Linked DNA regions of Gossypium hirsutum: region 1 is linked to region 2. A link is a contact called in public Hi-C data. All regions are on one chromosome and are shown on one strand. The core of a region is the stretch at or near the end of the contact, and the rest is flanking DNA. Distances in the headings are between cores, read along the strand shown.

Region 1 (3,570 bases), core at 269-2,768, 190 kb before region 2:
GAAACCAAACTAATGAGGGCAAAAATTACAAGAGAACATCAGAAATGAACATTAGTAACAGTTTATCCCACCATAGATTATACAGTTTCCATTATAGGCATATACGATACATATACTATTTTGGAAAAAAACAGATCCATCAATGTCTATCAGAATCCAGATTTGGTTCATTACCAGTGAAGAAGAAAATACATTAAAGGCAAGCATTATGATTACCATACAAAGGAAACCTATTCAACGTTGTGTGGGAAAATCCAGAGTTGGCTAATTAACAACAAAGAATGATAAACCAATGGCAAGTTTTGTAGTTACCACAAACGTATTGGCTCTCACAACATCAAGCATTGTGACTCCCAGAAGTCGGTTTGGATCAAAGGTGCCAGCTTTCTTGAAAACTTCTGCGGCGATCGGAACGGTGGAATTAACAGGATTACTAATCAAATTGATAATAGCATTGGGACAGCACTTAGCTATTCCCTCACACAGTGTCTTAACAATTCCAGCATTGATGTTGAAAAGATCATCCCTTGTCATTCCAGGTTTCCTAGGAACTCCAGCTGGAATAATTACAAGGTCCATTCCTGTTAGAGCCTCCTCCAATTGCTGTTGCCCCAGAAATCCACGAACCTAAAAAATTCAACAACATTACTAAGAAAAACCATAATTCTTATATATGGATTATATTAATCAAGCATAAAACTTGTGGGGTAAAGTTGTCAGCTTCATTGCCTATTGGTTTCAAGGTTGAATTTTGATGCTTTGTTATCTTAACTACAGCTTGATCATAATTCTATCTTGATTCCCATTCAACAACATGAAATTCAACTCAACAAGCAAGAACAACCCAGAAATACTCTTAAGTCTACCAATTCCATTTCCACCACTAATTAGAACTTATATATGGATTTCAATTTTCAATCAATAAAGAAATTCTTACGTAAAAGGGAACTTGAAAAACACTAGCATACCACAGCTCCAGTATCCATGTGGCTAATATCAGCAGTAACACCAGGAGTGTTAACCACATCATAAAGATGAAGAACAGAAACCAAAGGGTTCATCTTCATCAACAATGATAACGGTTGCCCTATCCCACCTGCCGCTCCCAAAATCGCCACCTTGAAACCAGTTGACCCACCTTCGGCTCGGCAGTCAGCTCGACCCAAACCCGAACTACCCTCCATGTGGGAAAAACTGGGTGGGTTGAGATGAGCCGAGATTGTTGCAATTCGTTGGTTGACTCGAGAATTATTGGTCTCCTGCATATTGAATGCCCTGTTTTTAAAAGGATTGGAGGTGAAATGAGTGATGGGATTTCTTCAAATTGCTTCGAGTTTATAAATTGATGGAGTGTTTTGTGTTTTTGGTTGCAGAAATGGATTGCTGAATTGGGAAACGTGTAAAGCTATCTTATCTTGAACTGCACATTCCCAGAAAAAAATTAAAAATTTTGGTTTTGGAAGCAGTGGGAATTCTGTTAGAACTTTCCCCACTTCTACGAATCTCTTCTTATGTCAAATCTCAAATCATCCACCGATTTATTTCTTATGAACTCGTTAGGCCCGATTTAGACAAGGAATGCATGTACTTCTCGAAGCCCAAGAAAACCCTTTAGGGCTTCAGGCTCAAATTTCTTCTTTTTGATAGCGGTGGAAGGGGTCATGGTTATCTAAATCCAATCAATCCATCGGATCAATAATTAAAAAATTAATTTTTAAGAACTTTTGTGATATAATTTAAACTTGCACCACTTAAGAGTTTGATGAGAGTTTTAGTTAATGCTTCATATGAGTTAAGATAGTTCAATTTTTTCTAAAATGTTATTTGAAGTTAATTACACCAGATATCCCTAGACTATGACTCTTGTTTTAAATTAGTCCCTAAACTTTAATATGTTCTCATTACATTCCTAAACTATTGATATTATATCAACTAGGTCCTTTCGCTATTAAAATTATTAAATTAACCGATAAATGATACATCAAATCTTATATAGCTAAATTTAAAATGAATAAATAGAACGTTGTTGAATAACTTTTAAAAGTAAAAATTAAAAATAAAGTAAACTGAAAAAATAGTACATGGTAAAATTTTTGTAAAAGTTTTGAATACCATAAAATTAAGATTTTCAAACATCTATTTTTGCAATATTCATTTTTCTTAAAATTTTCATTTTAAATTATGTTAGATAAATTCTGACGTGTCATTTAACAGTTAAATTAACAAATTTAATAATGAAGGGACCTAATTGATATAACATCAATAGTTTAGAGATGTAGTTAGAATATTTTGAAGTTTAAGACTAATTTAAAAATAATTCTATTTTTTTATGTATTGATTTCTCATATTAATTTTAAATATATGTTTTTAAAAACAAGTGGTCAGGAAAAAGTAGTAGTAGACTTCTTTCCCAATTATTCGGACTGAGTTCAAATCTTAGAATCATCACTAGTTTGAACAAAATTAAACTTAGACCGTAAAACTGGTAAAAATACATGTAATTATACAAAAATAAATAAATAAAATTGTTATATCATTATATATATAAGCAACTTGCATCTTAAAGAGCGATGAAATTCAAGATATCCGATGACCAAGTATTACTAGCTAAAGAGAATCAAACATTAAAGACCCAAATATATTAGAAATTATATCACACGAGTATACATATAGAAATAACATATTTAAAACATGTGTAACATGCAAATAATGTGGGTGAAACAATGTGTAATGACATTGAAATGTATAAAAATATTAAAATAAAGCTTTAGTTAAAACGATAAAGACAAGATTTTATAGATGTTACAAATATTAATATTTGCAACTTTTTTATTAGGTTTTTTCCTTAATAATAATATGCTTTATTTAAAATATGAAATGATATTTTAATAATTTTATTAATTGAATTGGTGTTGAATTAATTTATAATATCAACCCAGTCATACACTTAAACAACATCTCCATAAACCTCCGAGTTTTTACACCTACAACTCTCGCTTATTTTCAAAATTTCGTCCTCTTAAAACACAAATTCCGACACATCTACCTCACTGAAATTCTAATCAACCAAACCCAATCTTATCATCTCAAAGTGGATCAACAAAAGCAAATTCTAATAAATAATCCACCTTCTTCCTCTTAGCATTTCTTAAAACTTAAGTAATTTGAATATCGGTATGATATTTGATGTCCTTATAAATAATTCCACCATTTCCATAAACTCATCCAATTTGGTCATTGGTAATACATCAACAACACTGTTGCCTTTTTCCCACCTATACAATCAACATAGACGAAACGTCGACGTTCTGGTCCCAAGCTTTAACAGTCACAGAAGAAGAGTGAAAAGGGTTTCTAATTATATAATTTTGTTATTAAATTTGTTAGTGTGTTATTTTGATTAAAAAAAATCACTTAGTATTAATGTAACTAAAAATATGAAGTTGGGATGAACTTGAATTTAACAAATTAATTATAATTGTATTAACAGTTGACCTATTCATGGGCTGAGTTACCTATCCAGGCTCAAAGGCTTACCTAAAATTTGGGAGGGTTTAGACAAAAATATTA
Region 2 (3,580 bases), core at 416-2,915:
ATACAAATCACTTACCATACAAAAGTTAAACTAGAAAGCAGTAAACAAAGTGACATTAAAGTGAACTTGAAACAACCAACACTGACTCATAAAACATATTCTTAAGCCTTAGCAACAGCCTTCTAATGACATTTACATGCAATCGCAAGCAACTGGCTTTGAGAAATGAAGTAGACTAGGTTCATTTCTCATTTACAAACATTATGGACAAACATTGCAAGTATTGACAGGTTTTCGATCTCTTCATCAGTCGAGTACAAATTATCAAAATCTGACTCGAACTCTTCATCATCCACATCGTCTCGTGGTATTCTCACTCAACATAACATCAAAGTACTAGATTTCATTTGATATTCACACTCAACAGCAATTATCACCATTTTCTTCTCTACCTTATTCAAGCAAAAACACAGAACCAAACAGCAGAACAACCTAACATCAACTCTTCCACCAGAATCCAAACCTCTCAAAATCCTAAACTCTCTGTTTCAATTTCTAAGAGAGAAAAACTACAAGAAATACTAAAATTAAAGCTACGTCAACAATGGTATCATGAGAAAGAAAATTAAATATCCGAATTAAGTAAAAAAAGAGAGAAAAATCTAAAGGAGAGACAAATAATGGGACAATATTGAAGACAATGTTGAAAAATCTAAAGGAGAGAAAAATTAAAACAAAGAAAGCCGAAGACAATGTTGAAGCAAAGATTCATACATGAAATCGGCCTCCGATGAAGACAATGTTGAGGATTTGTTATGAAAGCAAAATAAATGAGGACATATCTGCAATATCGATGGAGGAAGAAGCAGAAATCTATGAGGGTAGAAAAAGGAAACGAGTCTCGATACCTATTAAAAGGGTATCGATATTTTTTTGTAATTAATGCTGATTTCAATGACCTTTGGAGCAAGAATATTAATACCTTAAGAAAAGTATTGATACTGGATCGATACCTACTAGGTTTGAAAATGGCAGAATGTTAATTTGGTATCGATTATCAGAGGGGTATCGATATCTTGTAAAATATCGACACTTAGACAAAAAGTATCAATACTTTTTGTTCTAGAGCAATTCTAACTTGTTTGAAAATGATTAAAACATATTTGAAAACGTTTGACTCAATTGAAACCATTTCAACTTGATTTTATGAAATTGCTCAACCTTACTTTTATTCAAAAATACTTTAATTTGTTATATTAAAATATATTATCTAATAAGACCCAGTTTAATAAAATACTTACTTGGTAATCCTATAATAAAAAAAATGATGTTGTAATGACTTGAATTTAATAGAAATTTTTTAATAAGGTTAACAATTAGACTTATATTTTTAAATTTAAAAAGTGGAGGGACTAAATTCTTTGAAATAAAAAATAGAGGAACTAAATTCTAAAGTTACAAAAAATATAGGGACTTAGAGGACATTTTAATTTAAAATTAAAATTTAATTTTGGGCAAATCATGATTAAAGATTTGATTGTAACCTACAAGTTGCCCCACAAGAGGATCTTTACAACAAAATCCAGCCGTGGATTAATATTTAAAAAACAAAGCAAAAAAAAAATAAATATTGCTGACGTGGAACGTTGACTGTCACTCTTTGCATCTTTACTCTCATCCTTTCCCTCCATGGCGGCCCCAATTTCCTAATACGACACCGTCTTTCATTTCACCCACAGTAGAAACTTCTTTTTTGTCTTAGCGATTTCCTCTCTAAAGAACAAAAACCCGACTCAGTGGTGACCCGGTGACTCACTACTTTTGATTCTTTTATCTCTTTTCAGCGGAGAATACAAAAAAAGGGTGAAGAATCCGACCAAATCCAGCTAAATCGTACGGAAATTAGGGTTTTAGGGTGAGTTGATCGGGCTTGGAAGATGGCGAGCCCGTTCACGCCGGGTACTGGTAGGGCTTTGTCGATAACTCCGGGGTCTAGGGTTTCAAAGAGTTCTCTTGGTGATGAGACGATCTGGAAGCGGCTCAAGGAAGCTGGATTCGATGAGGAATCTATCAAGAAGAGAGATAAAGCTGCCCTTATTGCTTATATTGCAAAGCTTGAAGCAGAGGTCTGCTTTAAATCTTTATACTGCGTATCTGAATTAATTTTCGTGGTTTTTGATTTGCTGTTTATTTCCCTTTTTTAAGGTTTTATTTTGTTTTTGGTGCAATAGGTAAAAGAAAAGAGTATTAGTATATTTTGAACATTTAAATTGTGTATTGTGAATATGGATACAAAAGACGATATATATATAAGGCATTTCAGTTTTAGATTTTTTTTACTGGGATTTATGGGGTCAATTTTCAATGTTGAGCAACCAAATTAAGTCTTGAACATTGCTCGTGGTTAGAAATTCTGTATTTCACTTGAACGCTAAATGCCAATTTAGTTGCATAACATGTGTTTTCATTGTATGAGCTTTGATTGAACAAACTTGATTTTCATTTACCTATCTGTTTGCACTTTTTGGTCGAGGTGTTGTTTCTGCTTGTGGTACCATGGAATTGAGTTGTTAATTTTGTAGGTTTATAAGAGCTTCTAGGAACATTCATGGTTTGTTTGTTTCTAGCTTCTTTTATTTGTTTCATCCTCTTTTTGGTCAGTTTTTCTCACCTATGTGTCATTATTTTGAGGTTGAGTGCTTTTTATGTGGACATTTTTCCTTATGAGTTTTTGCTCTTGATAGTTCCAATGGATGTGTATTATTAAGCTGTGATCTCTACCTAGCTTAATTTGAAAATGACTGCTTTGTACAAAGGATAAGAGTGTGGAGTGAAGGCAGTCTTGGTTTAGCATATAGTGATCCTTGCATCATTCACATGTTGCTCTTAAGTTCATGTTGTAAATCTTCATTCATACTCTGCTTCTTGTCGCACAGCTTACTAACATATTTTTAATATTTATTTATTCTTGTATGTAGCTCTCTGATCACCAACACCATATGGGCCTTCTTACATTGGAAAGAGAGGAATTGGCTTCCAAGTATGAAGAAATTAAAGCCTCTGCTGAAGCAACTGAGCTAATGCATAAACGGGATCAAGCTGCACATATATCCGCTCTGGCAGAAGCAAAAAAGCGTGAGGATGGTTTGAAGAAAGCTTTAGGAGTTGAGAAAGAATGCCTAGCAAGTGTATGGTTATTATTTGAAGTCTCTCTTTCTTGTAGTTACTTTTTTTTTTTTTACATCTCTTTGAGGACCATACATTTCTTTGGGCTTTGTTGTTGGATTTTATAGATCGAGAAGGCTTTGCATGAGATGCGTACAGAATCTGCTGAAACTAAGGTTGCAGCTGAAAGTAGATTAGCTGAAGCACGTATTATGATAGAGGATGCTGAGAAAAAGTTTTCAGAGGCTGAGACAAAGTTTCGTGCAGCAAAGTCTTTACAGACAGAAGCTACCTTCATCCAACGTGATGCTAAGAGAAAACTCCAAGAAGTTGAAGCACGTGAAGATGACCTTAGTAGACAAATTGTATTGTTCAAAAAAGAGTATGTCATATGCATTGTGTTTTCCTTTATGTTGTTTATTCCATCATTTACTTTTTTGATTGTTTCTCTGTTTTATTTCCCCATCAGTTTGCA

Evidence for each region. Hi-C and Micro-C count contacts between places; a contact is called where the count stands out from the background.
Region 1: a Hi-C map of leaf shows a contact between it and region 2, with 4 times the contacts expected there. The contact joins the promoter of LOC107950511 here to the promoter of LOC107950522 in region 2. A contact is called at or near these places in 4 of 34 Hi-C or Micro-C datasets (hypocotyl and leaf).

What each region holds. Positions count from the first base shown.
Region 1 is chrD03:3,583,736-3,587,305 of Gossypium_hirsutum_v2.1, reverse strand. LOC107950511 (malate dehydrogenase, glyoxysomal) reads right to left here and starts at 1,518. Exons shown (of 8, transcript XM_016885366.2): 1 at 969-1,518; 2 at 313-627. The coding sequence starts at 1,265.
Region 2 is chrD03:3,396,313-3,399,892 of Gossypium_hirsutum_v2.1, reverse strand. It overlaps LOC107950522 (protein CROWDED NUCLEI 4), which reads left to right and starts at 1,665. Exons shown (of 10, transcript XM_016885386.2): 1 at 1,665-2,066; 2 at 2,919-3,128; 3 at 3,234-3,487. The coding sequence starts at 1,878. LOC121215300 (a long non-coding RNA gene) reads right to left here and starts at 859. Exons shown (of 3, transcript XR_005911031.1): 1 at 715-859.